Linked DNA regions of Pan troglodytes: region 1 is linked to region 2. The links are chromatin contacts, called in public Hi-C maps. All regions are on one chromosome and are shown on one strand. Each heading gives the region's core, a stretch centred on a gene start, on an enhancer-like site or on the middle of the called end of the contact. The rest is flanking DNA. Distances are from core to core; before and after follow the strand shown. Region 1 holds the start of APOC2 (apolipoprotein C2). Region 2 holds the start of APOE (apolipoprotein E).

Evidence for each region. Hi-C and Micro-C count contacts between places; a contact is called where the count stands out from the background.
Region 1: a contact with region 2 is called in a Hi-C map of induced pluripotent stem cells, with 2.8 times the contacts expected there. The contact joins the promoter of APOC2 here to the promoter of APOE in region 2. A contact is called at or near these places in 4 of 7 Hi-C or Micro-C datasets (blood, induced pluripotent stem cells and stem cell-derived neural progenitor cells), 1 of 1 datasets of contacts at active chromatin or transcription factors (stem cell-derived excitatory neurons) and 1 of 1 other capture datasets (stem cell-derived neural stem cells).

The regions. Positions count from the first base shown.
Region 1 is chr20:47,902,247-47,909,099 of NHGRI_mPanTro3-v2.0_pri, reverse strand. It overlaps APOC2 (apolipoprotein C2), which reads right to left and starts at 5,063. Exons shown (of 3, transcript NM_001243899.1): 1 at 5,009-5,063; 2 at 4,682-4,841; 3 at 4,256-4,346. The coding sequence starts at 5,063. The coding sequence ends at 4,256. LOC129138105 (a long non-coding RNA gene) reads left to right here. Exons shown (of 2, transcript XR_008541082.1): 2 at 2,484-3,461.
Region 2 is chr20:47,858,917-47,866,196 of NHGRI_mPanTro3-v2.0_pri, reverse strand. It overlaps APOE (apolipoprotein E), which reads right to left and starts at 4,056. Exons shown (of 4, transcript NM_001009007.1): 1 at 4,022-4,056; 2 at 3,188-3,253; 3 at 1,844-2,036; 4 at 560-1,277. The coding sequence starts at 3,230. The coding sequence ends at 560. TOMM40 (translocase of outer mitochondrial membrane 40) reads right to left here. Exons shown (of 10, transcript XM_016936178.4): 10 at 6,172-6,831. The coding sequence ends at 6,692.

The DNA.
Region 1 (6,853 bases), core at 3,814-6,313, 42 kb before region 2:
GGCGGTGGCTCACGGCTGTAATCCCAGCACTTTGGGAGGCCGAGGCAGGCGGATCACCTGAGGTCGGGAGTTCGAGACCAGCCTGGCCAACATTGTGAAACCCCGTCTCTACTAAAAATACAAAAATTAGCCGGGCATGGTGGCGGACGTCTGTAACTCCAGCTACTCGGGAGGCTGAGGCAGGAGAATTGCTTGAACCCGGGAGGCAGAGGTTGCAGTGAGCCAAGATCATGCCACTGAATTCCGGCCTGGGCAACAGAGCAAGACTCCGCCTCCAAAAAAGAAGAAAGAAAAGAAAAAGAAAACTCAGTGCCTCATCCTCACTGTTACAGACAATAATGGTGTTAATAACGATTCTTTGAATGTGTAGGCCCAGTCTTTTAAGTCCAGGGATGAAGTGAATAGACTAAGACAGGGATTGAGGAGAGACCTTGTGGGGTCTGAAGCTTATGTGTTTTGTGGGCCTCTTTTTTTTTTTTTTTTGAGACCGAGTCTTGCTCTGTCACCCAGGCTGGAGTGCAGTGGCATGATCTCAGCTCAATGCAAGCTCCGCCTCCTGGGTTCACACCATTCTCCTGTCTCAGCCTCCGGAGTAGCTGGGACTACAGGCGCCCACCACCACGCCCAGCTAATTTTTTGTATTTTTAGTAGAGACGGGGTTTCACCGTGTTAGCCAGGATGGTCTTGATCTCCTGACCTCGTGATCCGCCTGCCTCTGTCTCCCAAAGTGCTGGGAGTACAGGCATGAGCCACCGCGCCTGGCCTGGCCTCTTTTAAAAAGTACAAAATTGGCTGGGTGTGGTGGCTCACACTGTAATCCCAGCACTTTGGGAGGCAGAGGCTGGCGGATCACCTGAGGTCGGGAGTTCGAGACCAGCCTGACCAAAATGGAGAAACCCCATCTCTACTAAAAGTACAAAATTAGCTGGGCATGGTGGTACATGCCTGTAATCCCAGCTACTTGGGAGGCCAAGGCAGGAGAATCGCTTGAACCTGGGAAACGGAGGTTGTGGTGAGCCGAGATCATGCCATCGCACTCCAGCCTGGGCAACAAAAGGGAAACTCTGTCTTGAAAAAAAAAAAAGTACAAAATGACTTGTACAAATTTAGGTAGAGGACCATGGAAAGCCCAGGCAAGTGAGGGGCTTTGAAACTTTCTCCAGCCTCACTGCAACCCCAACTGCGCTCTCAGCTATAAATACAAACTGCTGCAATCTGCTCTCCAAGTCTCATACACTGCAAGGGCCAATGTGTTGGAGCATGATGAGGTCTAAGCTTCTCATGAGAAGTGTGACCTTGGACAGGGCTCCTGTGGAGGCAGGTTCCCTGCAGAGCCTCCCTACGCTCTGTGGAGTGACCAAATAAATTCTGCCATTCCGTCCAGGCTTCGTGGCTCATGCCTGTAATCCTAGCACTCTGGGAGGCTGAGGCAGAAGGATCGCTTGAGCCTAGGAGTTTAAGACCAGCCTTGGTGACATAGCGAGATCCTAGCTCTACTAAAAATTAACAAAATTAGGTGGTGTGGTGGCATCCACCTGTGGTCCAGCTACTCCGAGGCTGAGGTGGGAGGGATGCCGGAGCCCAGGAGTTTGTTCGAGGTTGCAATTAGCTGTGATCACACTACTGCACTCCAGCCTGGGTGACAGAGTGAGACCCTGTCTCTAAAGAAATTAAAAATCATAATAAGTAAAAAATTCTGCCATTCCTGCTGTAAGTCAGTCACAGGACAGACCCACTCTTCTCTCCACTAGGGGGCACAAAATACTGATCAAGGGCTGTGATTTCAGGTTCTAAGGGAGAAAGGGGGCTGGGGATCCAACCTTCTAGGTCCTGAGGAGAAGGGATTGGGGGGTCCCAGACTCCTGAGTTCTAGGGGAAGAAGAATCTAGGGGCCTGGACTCTGGGGGCCCTGAGGGGAATGGGGTTCTGAGAAAGAAAGGAGGAGTCTGAGGCCAGCACCAGGATTGGTTGGAAGCCGAACTGGTCCGGGCAGTGCTTTGGTTTGGCTCGAGTCCGTGGGAACCAAGGGGACAGAGCAGGGATTGTTACTCCAGGGTCTTCCCCTCCCCACCACCCCCTGCGCTTGGCAGCCTCTGTTCTTCCCAGGCCCCGGGGACTCGGGGGCATTGCCCACAGTCCCTCTCCAGGGCCCCTGTTTTTTACTGGACTCAGCTGCCCAGCCTCAGGACCTGGGAAAACTGCCACAAGGGTGTTGAAAGCCTGGCAGGAGGTTAATGCCAAGCAGATTAGGAGAAATACAAGCAGTGGATCCCCAGAGACCAATAGCCCCACCCATGGGACTTGGGGAGCAGTACCACCCTGGACTCCCTCAGGATACAGGAATCTTGGCCCCCAGCCCCCTTCATTCATGGTCCCAGCACTGGCTTCCTTCAGACCATGGAGCCTCTGCTTATTTGCACCTTCTGCCTTCTGTGCTTTTTGCTTGCAATTTTTTTTTAATAAGTTTTTCTTTTTTTTTTTAGAGACGGAGTCTCACTCTGCTGCCCAGGCTGGAGTGCAGTGGCACTATCTCCGCCTCCAGGGTACAAGCAATTCTCCTGCCTCAGCCTCCAGGTAACTGGGATTACAGGCGCGGGCCACCCCTAGCTAATTTTTGTGTTTTTATTAGAGACAAGGTTTCACCATGTTGGCCAGGCTGGTCTTGAACTCCTGACCTCAGATGATCTGCCCACCTCAGCCAACCAAAGTGCTGGGATTACAGGCGTGCGCCACCACGCCGGCCCTAGAGGTTTGTCTTCTTGGGTCCCAGCCAAGAAGTACTGACTTGGGCACCATTCTCCCTCTGCCACGGGACCATTATACACTGATTGCAATGGCACGTTTAAAGTGTCAGCCCAGGCCTGGTGCGGTGGTTCACACCCGTAATCCCAACACTTTGGAAGGGCAAGGTGGGCAGATCGCTTGAGCCCAGGAATTGGAGACTAGCCTAGGCAACTTGACGAAACCCCGTCTCTACTAAAAATACAAAAAATTAGCCAGGTGTGGCAGTGGGCATCCCTAGTCCCAACTACTTGGGAGGCTGAGATGGGAGGATCTCTTGAGCCCAAAAGGTCAAGGCTACAGTAAGCCAAGATCTCACCACTGCACTTCAGCCTGGGCGACAGAGCAAGACCTTATCTCAAAACAAAATAAATAAAATAAAAAATGTGTCAGTCCAGCAACTGTAAGGCAGGAAAATAGGGAGGCAGGGAACATAAGGCCAATTCACTTCAGCTATAACAGGAAACATCCTCTCCGGTAGGCCATAAATGACTTTGTAACTTTTCTTCATCCTCTCCATTTACATAGGGTGTACCAGAAGTAACCAGTGGAAGGGGAATCCTCTAGGGGGAGTTTAAACTCCCAAAAATTCTGTAACAGGGCTTTTGAACCCATATGCTTGGGCCCGCTCCCACTCTGTTTGGTGTATGTTTCTTTTCAATAAATCCCTTCATTCCTTCCTTGCTTTGTTTGTGCGTTTTGTCCAGTTCTTTGTTCAGGACGCCAAAAACCTGGACACCATTCACCGTTAACAACTGGAGACTGTCAGAGGCCACTGTGGACTAGCTGTATCTATGATTTGTCATTTTACAAATGAGAAAGCTGGATTTTGGCCTGGCGCGGTGGCTCATGCCTGTCACCCCAGTACTTTGGGAGGCTGAGGCGGGTGGATCACTTGAGGTCAGAAGTTTGAGACCAGCCTAGCCAACTGGCAAAACCCTACTAAAAATACAAACATTAGCCGTGCACAGTGGCACATGCCCATAATCCCAGCTACTCCAGAGGCTGAGGCACACAGAATCGCTGGAACCTGGGAGGCGGAGGGTGCAGTGAGCCGAGATTGCACCACTGCTGTCCAGCCTGGGTGACAGAGTGAAACCCTGTCTCAAAAAATAAAAAAAGAGAGAAAGCCGGACTTCAATAAAGATTAGTCTCTAATTGCTGTTACGATTATTTATTGTTACTATTCACTGCTTTATTCCCATGGACCCATGGGTTAGGGCTCCATACATAAAGTAGGTGCTCATTAAATGTTGGCTGGACTGAGTCAGCCCCTCCATCTTGGCCCTTGAGTCCTCAGAAAAGCAGTGCCATCCATGAGAAGCAACTTGAATTGTATTTTTTATTGAAAAGAATTCAGGCTAGAGTTGGGAGGAGGATGCAAGAGCTACTGGGAAGGGGGAGCTCAGTCTGAACCTGGGGGATCAGGGGAGTGAGGGACTCTCCCCTTGTCCACTGATGGGGGGTCTGGCTGTTACTCCTCTCCCTTCAGCACAGAAAGAACTTGGTCAGTAAAAATGCCTGTGTAAGTGCTCATGGCTGCTGTGCTTTTGCTGTACAAGTCCCTGGGGAGAAAGCACAGATGGTTAGAGGGAGGAGGGGCTGGGGGTCTGGACCCCTGGGTCTGAGGGAGGAGGGTCTGGGGGCCTGGACTCCTGGGTCTGAGGGAGGAGGGGCTGGGGGCCTGGACTCCTGGGTCTGAGGGAGGAGGGGCTGGGGGCCTGGACTCCTGGGTCTGAGGGAGGAGGGGCTGGGGGCCTGGACTCCTGAGTCTGAGGGAGGAGGGGCTGAGGCCTGGACTCCTGGGTCTGAGGGAGGAGGGGCTGGGGCCTCAACTTCTGGGTCCTGGATGCAGTCGGTGGTATGGGCCAGACCCCATTTCTCCAGGGGCAGGTGCTACCTGAGTTTCTCATCTACAGCGGGCAGGTATGTCTTCTCGTACAGGTTCTGGGCGGCTGTCTTTGCTGACTCCCAGTAACTGGAGAGAGATTCCTTCACCTGGGTGAGGAAGGTCGGGCTAGGCGTCTCATCTTGCTGGGGCTGTTGGGTCCCCTGGACCTCTGCAGGGGGAGAGTGTGTCAGGAGAGCCCGTGGGGCTGCAGCAGGGGGAAAGGAGGAAGGAAGAAGAGGAGAGGGCAGAGGCAGAGGTAAGAAGGGCCTGGGCTGGGAAGATGCTTGGAGCTCATTCCCCTCCCCAAGGCTTCCCTCCCCGGAAGCCCACACTCACCAAATCCCAATACCAGGAGCACAAGAAACAGAGCCGGGAGGAGTCGTGTGCCCATAGTGTCCAGAGACCTGGAACATTGAGGGGGTGACATGTGGCAGGCTGACTGGAGGTGGCTGTTCCTGTGGTCACGCCCCACTCTGGTGGGGGGGAACTGAGATCCTGCCCTGTGTGTGCTCGGTGTCCCAGTCAAGTTTCCCATGCATGGACTTGGACACAGCCCCCTTCTTGGGCCTCACTTTCCAACATTCTGTGATTCTACTCCTGATTTTAACATTTTAATTATTATTTTTTTCTTTTTTGAGATGGAATCTCACTCTGTTGCCCAGGCTGGAGTGCAGTGGTGCAATCTCGGCTCACTGCAACCCCCACCTCCCAGGTTCAAGCAATTCTCCTGCCTCAGCCTCCCCAGTAGCTGGGATTACAGGCACCCGCCACCACCCGGCTGATTTTTGTTTTTGTATTTTTTGAGATGGAGTCTCGCTCTGTCACCCAGGCTGGAGTGCAGTGGCGTGTTCTCGGCTCACTGCAACCTCTGCCTCCAGGGTTCTAGCAATTCTTCTGCCTCAGCCTCCCAAGGAGCTGGAATCACAAGCACCTGCCACCATGCCCGGCTAATATTTTGTATTTTTAGTAGAGATGGGGTTTCACCATGCTGGCCAGGCTGGTCTCGAACTTCTGACCTCGTGATCCGCCCACCTTGGCCTCCCGAAGTGCTAGGATTACAGGCTTGAGCCACTGTGCCCCACCTGATTTTTGTATTTTTAGTAGAGATGGGGTTTCACCATGTTGGCCAGGCTGGTCTTGAACTCCTAACCTCAAGTGATTTGCCTGCCTTGGCCTCCCAAAGTGCTGGAATTACAGGCATGAGCCACCATGCCCAGCTGCTAATTTTTATTCTTTTGTAGAGATGGGAGACTTGCTTTGTTGCCCAGGCTGGTCTGGAACTCCTGGGCTCAAGCGATCCTCCCATCTCGGCCTCCCCAGGGTGCTGGGAGTACAGGTGTGAGCCACTGAGCCCAGCCTAGAAGGCTTTCTTGAGCACCTAAACAGTTCTGGGCCCAGCAGGGAACACAGCAAAGCCTCTGCCCTTTGCTAAGGCTGAGTCAGTGCAGGGAGGTGCTCTGCAGACACCATTAAGGACCTACAGTAGATCAAATGTGTTACCTTAGGGCTCTGCCCTAAGTCAGACCTCATGTCCCTGCATCTCCTCACTGAGTTCTCACCTGCTCTATGAGAGAGGCACTTTTGGTGACGAAGAACATGCACAGGGCACAATATCATCATCCACACGTAGGAGATGAGGAAGTACGGCAGAAAGAGGGTGAGATCTGATCCCCGGAGAAAGAACACAAGCAAATGGTCTACAATTCTTTTTTTTTTTCCGAGACAAGGTCTTGTTCTCTTGCCCAGGCTGGAGTGCGATGGCGCAATTTTGGCTCACCGCAACCTCTGTCTTCCGGGTTCGAGCGATTCTCCTGCCTCAGCCTCCTGAGTAACTGGAAATACAAGCATGCACCACCATGCCTGTCTAATTTTTGTATTTTTAGTAGAGACGGGGTTTCACCATGTTGGCCAGGCTGGTCTCCAACTCCTGACATCAAGTGATCCGTCTGCCTTGGCCTCCCAAAGCGTTTGGATTACAAGTGTAAGCCACCACGCCCAGCCTCCAGTTCTTTTTTAGTTTTTTAAATTTTTTCATTCTTTTTTTCCCCCAAGACTGAGTCTTGCTCTGTCACCCAGGCTAGAGTACAGTGGCACGATCTGGGCTCACTACAACCTCCGCTTCCTGGGTTCAAGCAATTCTCCTGTCTCAGCCTCTGGAATAGCTGGGATTACAGGCATATG
Region 2 (7,280 bases), core at 2,807-5,306:
GCCGGGCATGGTGGCTCAGGCCTGTAATCTCAGCACTTTGGGAGGCTGGCGGGTGGATCACTTGGTCAGGAGTTTGAGACCCGCCTGGCCAACATGGTGAAAGCTTGTCTCTACTAAAAATACAAAAATTAGCCAGGTGTGGTGGCGTGAGCCTGTAATCCCAGCTACTGAGGCAGCAGAATCGCTTGAACCGAAGAGGCAGAGGTTGCAGTGAGCCAAGATCGCGCCACTGCACTCTAGCCTGGGTGACAGAGCCAGACTCCGTCTAAAAAAAAAAAAAAAAAAAAGGGCAGAGAGAAAGATACACACAGACACAGATGGAGAGGAGGGGGCTGAGAATTGTGTGGCCAGTATGTGGGCAGAAAGAGAAACTGAGGCTGGGGCTTAGAGGAAATCACAGGGGGAGGCCAGCAGATGCGGTGAAACTTGGTGAATCTTTATTAAACTAGGGCCCACCCCAGCAGGACGGCTGGGGCGGGGACAGGGTCTCCCGCTGCAGGCTGCGCGGAGGCAGGAGGCACGGGGTGGCGTGGGGTCGCATGGCTGCAGGCTTCGGCGTTCAGTGATTGTCGCTGGGCACAGGGGCGGCGCTGGTGCCCATGGCAGCCTGCACCTTCTCCACCAGCCCGGCCCACTGGCGCTGCATGTCTTCCACCAGGGGCTCGAACCAGCTCTTGAGGCGGGCCTGGAAGGCCTCGGCCTGCAGGCGTATCTGCTGGGCCTGCTCCTCCAGCTTGGCGCGCACCTCCGCCACCTGCTCCTTCACCTCGTCCAGGCGGTCGCGGGTCCGGCTGCCCATCTCCTCCATCCGCGCGCGCAGCCGCTCGCCCCAGGCCTGGGCCCGCTCCTGCAGCGGCTGGCCGGCCAGGGAGCCCACAGTGGCGGCCCGCACGCGGCCCTGTTCCACCAGGGGCCCCAGGCGCTCGCGGATGGCGCTGACGCCGCGCTCGGCGCCCTCGCGGGCCCCGGCCTGGTACACTGCCAGGCGCTTCTGCAGGTCATCGGCATCGCGGAGCAGCCGCTTGCGCAGCTTGCGCAGGTGGGAGGCGAGGCGCGCCCGCAGCTCCTCGGTGCTCTGGCCGAGCATGGCCTGCACCTCGCCGCGGTACTGCACCAGGCGGCCGCGCACGTCCTCCATGTCCGCGCCCAGCCGGGCCTGCGCCGCCTGCAGCTCCTTGGACAGCCGGGCCCGCGTCTCCTCCGCCACCGGGGTCAGTTGTTCCTCCAGTTCCGATTTGTAGGCCTTCAACTCCTTCATGGTCTCGTCCATCAGCGCCCTGCGGCCGAGAGGGCGGCAGGGTGTCGCACAGTGGGAGGCGGGGAGAAGGGCTGGGATGGGGGCGGGCGAGATGGGGATGAGCCAGAGAGACCCAAGAGGGAGAGAAGGAACGGGGCAGAGGCCGAGAGAAGGAGACAGAGACAGATGCAGAGAGCAGAGGCAGAGACGAAGAAGGAGCTAGGAGGCCGGGCAAGGTGGCTCATGCCTCTAATCCCAGCACTTTGGGAGGCCGAGGCGGGAGGATCGCTTGAGCCCAGAAGTTCAAGACCAGCCTGGGCAACACAGTGAGACCCCATCTCTCTGTCTCTATATAAAAGAGCTAGGGAAGGACAGAGACAGAGCCAGGACGAGTGTGAGAGACTGAGTCAGAAGGGAAGAGGGAGAGACAAAGCTGAGAGAGAATTCCAGAGAGCTAAAGCCAGGAGTCAGAAATGGGAAGAGGAAGCTAGAACCAGCAGAGACCCAGGCCCCCCAAGACTTAGCGACAGGGGCAGAATGAAACCTGGACCTGGGGAGGTATAGCCGCCCACCAGGAGGGTCAAGGGCCAGGATGGGGACACTCACGTCAGTTCCTGGGTGACCTGGGAGCTGAGCAGCTCCTCCTGCACCTGCTCAGACAGTGTCTGCACCCAGCGCAGGTAATCCCAAAAGTGACCCAGCGCCAGTTCCCAGCGCTGGCCGCTCTGCCACTCGGCCTGCTGGTGCAGCTCGGGCTCCGGCTCTGTCTCCACCACTTGCTCCACCTTGGCCTGGCATCCTGTGTGGAACAAGTTCAAGGTGGGTCAGGGTCCTTCTGACCCCGTCCAGGCATCTAGTACCTAGGGGCACACAGAAGGTGCTCCACAAATGCTTCTTTGGAGCCATGGTGGGCAGGGTGAGGGGGGAGTCGGTTTAATCACTTGACAAGCGTTATGTATTTATAGACAGGGTCTTGCTCTGTCACCCAGGCTGGAGTGCAGCGGCCTGAACATAGTTCACTGCAACCTTGACCTTCTGGGCTCAAGCGATCCTCCTGCCTCGGCCTCCTGAGTAGCTGAGACCACAGGTGTGTGGCACCATGCCTGGCTAATTTTTGTATTTTTAGTAGAGACAGGGTCTCACTATGTTGCCCAGGCTGGTGTTGAACTCCTGGGCTCAAGTGATCCTCCCACCTTGGCCTCCCGAAGTGCTGGGATTACAGGGGTGAGCCACCGCGCCCAGCGGAAAAGCATGTATTGAGTGTCCTTGTGTGCCCCAGGCAGGGCTGTGTGGGGTGATGGAGAATAAAGATCACAGCTGCCCCGTGTCTGGTATTCACTACCTGCCTGCAATGCATTAGAAACCTCTAACTCCCAGCCAGGCGCGGTGGCTCACGCCTGTAATCCCAGCACTTTGGGAGATCGAAACGGGCAGATCACCTGAGGTCAGGAGTTCCAGACCAGCCTGGCCAACATGGTGAAACCCCGTCTCTACTAAAAATACAAAAAAGTTAGTCGGGTGTGGTGGCATGTGCCTGTAGTCCCAGCTACTTGGGAGGCTGAGGCAGGAGAATGGCGTGGACCTGGGAGGCGGAGCTTGCAGTGAGCCGAGATCCCGCCACTGCACTCCAGCCTGGGAGCCACTGCACTCCAGCCTGGGCGACAGAGCGAGACTTCATCTCAAAAAAACAAAACAACAACAAACAACAACAACAAAACAACTTCTAACTCCTGTCTCAAGGATGGGGGAAACCGAGGCCCAGAGAGCGTCAAATCGCTGTTCAGAGCCAGGAAGCAGCACAGAAGCCTCAGACCTGGGCCTTCCTCTCAAGGGGAAGACAGACCAGCAGAAGAAGAGGGGGCCCAGGGTCTGCCTGAATGGGGCCAGGAGGTTGAGGTGAGGATGAGAGGGGGAGGAGCGGGGGGAACCGAGCAAGCCCCGCCCCCATACCTGCCAGGAATGTGACCAGCAACGCAGCCCACAGAACCTTCATCTTCCTGCCTGTGATTGGCCAGTCTGGGGAGGGAGAAACTGTCAATCAACCGCCAGTGAGGACTCCTCCCACCCCCAGCCCGGCCCCAACCCGGCCTCACCCCAGGTTAGCCTTCCAAGCCTTGTTCCATTATCTGCAACAGCCTAATCCCAGCACAAACATTTACCATGCCGCCCCCAACCCATTCCCTATTTAACTCCCTCCTGGTCTTCTCTTATCTCCCCATCCCGAGGTCGGCCTCCATAGAAAATTCCATCTTCCTCTCCCGGGGTTCAAATTCCATCCCCCCACCCCCTCCCCACCGCCGGTTCCATCTCAGTCCCAGTCTCGCATTCCTCATTCTCCCTTCACATTCTAAGCTCCAACCTCACATTTAAGCGCCGTGTTCCATTTATGAGCTAATTCAGTCCTCATTTTAAAGTTCTCCAATCGACGGCTAGCTACCGTGTCGCTGCCCCTGGCTCCCCAGTTATGGAGATCTGAGGACACTGGGGACACCCAGTAGGTGCTCGATAAATGATAGTGACAACTCGTGGAGTCCTGCTATGGCTTAGATCCCAGTCCAGCTGCTCTCCCCACCCCACCTTCTAGCGGGTCGGGTCGTCTCTGCTGCCCAGCCCTTCCCAGGTCCAGTCCCCTGCTGCTTGCCTCACCCCCGCTCCTCCTCTCCCCAAGCCCGACCCCGAGTAGCTCTCCTGAGACTACCTGGAGGCCAGGGCTTCCCAAGGTCCCAGCTACATCTTTCTAGAGGCCCCTGAGCTCATCCCCGTGCCCCCGACTGCGCTTCTCACCGGCTCCTGGGGAAGGACGTCCTTCACCTCCGCTGGGGCTGAGTAGGACTCAAGGATCCCAGACTCGTCCAATTATAGGGCTCCCCCTGTCCCGCCCCCTCCCCCAGGGATAGGGCGGGCTGGGCCAGCCCCCAGTCACGAGGTGGGCTGTTCTCCCCCTGCCCCAGGCACAGCAGGGCAGAGGGAGGAAGGAGGTGGGGCATAGAGGCCTTTTGACCACCCCCCACAGTCCCCAGGAAGGGAGGACACCTCGCCCAGTAATCCAGACACCCTCCTCCATTCTGGGGGCCAAGCGTGGAAGGGGAATGTGGAGGCTGCCGCCCAGAGTCCTCCTTCCCTGACCCTGTCCTTTCCTGTGCCTGGATGAATGTAATCTGGAGAGGGGGCTGGGGATCTGGACTCCTGGATCCCAGAAAGAAAGTAGGGCTGGGGGGCTGGACAGAAGTGGGATGGGAGGGGCTGGGGGCGGTAGCTCATGCCTGTAATCCCAGCACTTTGGGAGGCCACAGTGGGCGAAGCACTTAAGGTCAGGAGTTTGAGACCAGCCTGGCCAACATGGTGAAACCCCATCTCTACTAAAAGTACAAAAGTTAGCCAGGTGTGGTGGCGGGCGCCTGTAATCCTAGCTACTTGGGAGGCTGAGGCAGGAGAATCGCTTGAACCCGGGAGGCGGAGGTTACAGTGAGCCGAGATCTCGCCACTGCACTCCAGCCTCAGCAAGAGGGAGACTGTCTCAAAAAAAGAAAAAAAAGAAAGTGGGGCTAGGCGGCTGGACAGAAGTGGGATGGGAGGGGTGGGAACAGTATGATGCATCTGCTACAAGTCGAGGCTTTGCAAATGGGACCTGGGTTTTAATCACAGCTTCCTCTTTGGTTGTGACCTTGAGCACAGGGGAGCCCCCTCCCCACATGTGAAATGAGATTCCAGCACCTCCCCCTGGCTGCCACAGGCATTGTGGTTTCCAGGGGCTTGAAGCCGTGCTTCTGGGTTAAGGTTAGGATTCTAGAGTCAAATTGCCAGGGCGTGAATCCTGGCTCTGCCAGTTGCCAGCTGTGTGACCTTGGGCAAATGACTTGTCCTCTCTGAGCATCAAGTTCCTTTGCTCATCAGACTGGGAGCAGCGGCACGGATATGTTTGGTGACAAGCTAACGTGTATTGAGCATGGAGGACAGCCCTGGCACACAGCGGTCCTATGTTAGGGCTAGCAATGGACAGGCCACAGTGAACGCTCAGACGCTGTCACTTTCCTAAGCCCTGTTATAAATCCCAGATGTTTCAGAGGAGAAACCCGTGGTTCAGCAGCAAGACGAATGGCAAAACCACACAGCGAGAACTGGGAGGGGCTGGGATTCATTCCTGGCTCCTGGAGCGGGTGGGATCAGAAGATTCTGCGGGTCAGGGGAGGCTGAACTCCTGGTTCGAGAAGGAACCCCCAGTGCCGGGCCGGGCCTGTTTGCTTTGGCTGGCAAGGGGTGGCTGAGGTGGGGTTGGTAACCTGGGGTTGGTTCTACTCAGCAGCCTCCTTCCCCAGACCCTGGGGGCAGACAGGGTTTCAGTTCCTGTAGGCTCGGGAGTCGTGGTGGGCATCAGCTGACCCCAGCCCTAGGGTGGCAAAATCCAGACAGCACCAAGTCCTCAGACACAGGTGACCCAACTCCCATGGCTGGCCTAGGCCCCTCCTCCAAGGCCTACGAGTCCTTGAGCCCCTTCTCCCTGACACAGCAGTTCCTAGTACCCTAGTTGTTCTGAAGCTGTTCCAGTAGCTTGAACCCTCTCCCAGCTCCCTGCCCCCATCTCTGCACTCAGAGACAGTGTCATCTCTGCTGCTGCAGTCTGCAGGGACAAAGTCCTCTATAGCCACTCCGGCCAGGTCAAGCTGGGGGCAAGTGACCTTGAGACCCTACCCTCAGGCAAGGGAAGGCCCGTGGTGTCCCCCAGCAGGGCAGATGTTCCGGATGGGGAGACAGCGACCCCAGGCCACGCTGCGCCCCTCTGAGCCGGACTTAAGGTAGCATCAAGGATCCGCTGCTTTCCGTGCTCCGGCCCTCTGGCGCCCCCTGCAGGCGGCTGGGGGAAGGTCAGGGCGGCCAGACTCCGGATGAAATGCTCAAAACAGGCCAGACACACTTGAGAAAACGGAGGCCTCCCATCGTTTTTTTTCCCACGTATATTTTTTGTTGTTTTTTGTTTTTTTTCTGTAAAATGTCCTGGTTCTTCCATAACTTATAAACATGATTTATACCGAGGAGATGGGAAAGTGGACGGGGCAGGGTGGACTGACCAGGGATGGGGAAGCTCCTCTCGCTGCCCCCTCGGGGCGGGCCCAGGCCCTTTGGAGGATGGGGACGCCAGGACACTCCTCCCTGAGGTTGTCTGGCCGCCTCTGCCCCTGGTGCTCAGAATCCTGCGTGCCCCTCAATTCCGGAATCCCTCCCGGGACCCCAGGCCCACTGGGCACGCTGCCCCTGCTACTCAGAATCCCGAAGCGCCATTCGGTTCCAGAATCCCCTCCTCAGCTGCTGGGGTGGCGGGGTCCCTCCTTTCCGATGTCCCCCCCGACCCCCAAGGGGGGAGGGAAGGGAGGGGGGCTCAGGTCTCCCCTCTGTGGCAGGGGGAGGTGGAGGTGGAGGTGGAATCGGAAGGGCGTGGAAGGCGGGGGCCAGGAGGGCTCAGCCGATGGTGAGGCCAAAGCCACACTGGAACTTGTTCTTGCGGTGATTCAGGAAGGCCCCAAGGGCCAGTGTCAGGGGCAGGGGCGGGAGCTTCTTCTCCAGCGTGGCACCCACGATCCAGTTGCTATCCACAGAGCCTGCAGGGAAGAGCTGAGGTGAGAGGCGTGCCAGCTTCCCACCATATCCATGCAGAGTTCCTGGCCACCTTGGATACCAGCCACATGCCGACAGCTTCCAGACCTCTAACCACACTGCTCCTGCCACCCTGAAACCCCATCACACCAACAACTTCACGCTGGAGCAAATGGCTCCCTCCTCCTCTGCTCTCCGCTCAGTGACCCCTGCCCTCTGAAAAGCCCTCCAGACCCCTGGGTTCCCCCAACCTAGTCCTGCCCACTCTGCGGATGAATCTGTTCCTCTCACTGAGTCCCGTGAAGACAGGGCTGGTCACCGCTGTGTCCCCAGCAGTGCTCAGCAGGAGGCTCAAACACCCAAAATCTGTGAGCCACAGATATCCAAGAAGACTTAAGACTGGACATTGGGACTACGACCAGTGTGCCTGAGATGAGGTTCTGGATTTAGTTGT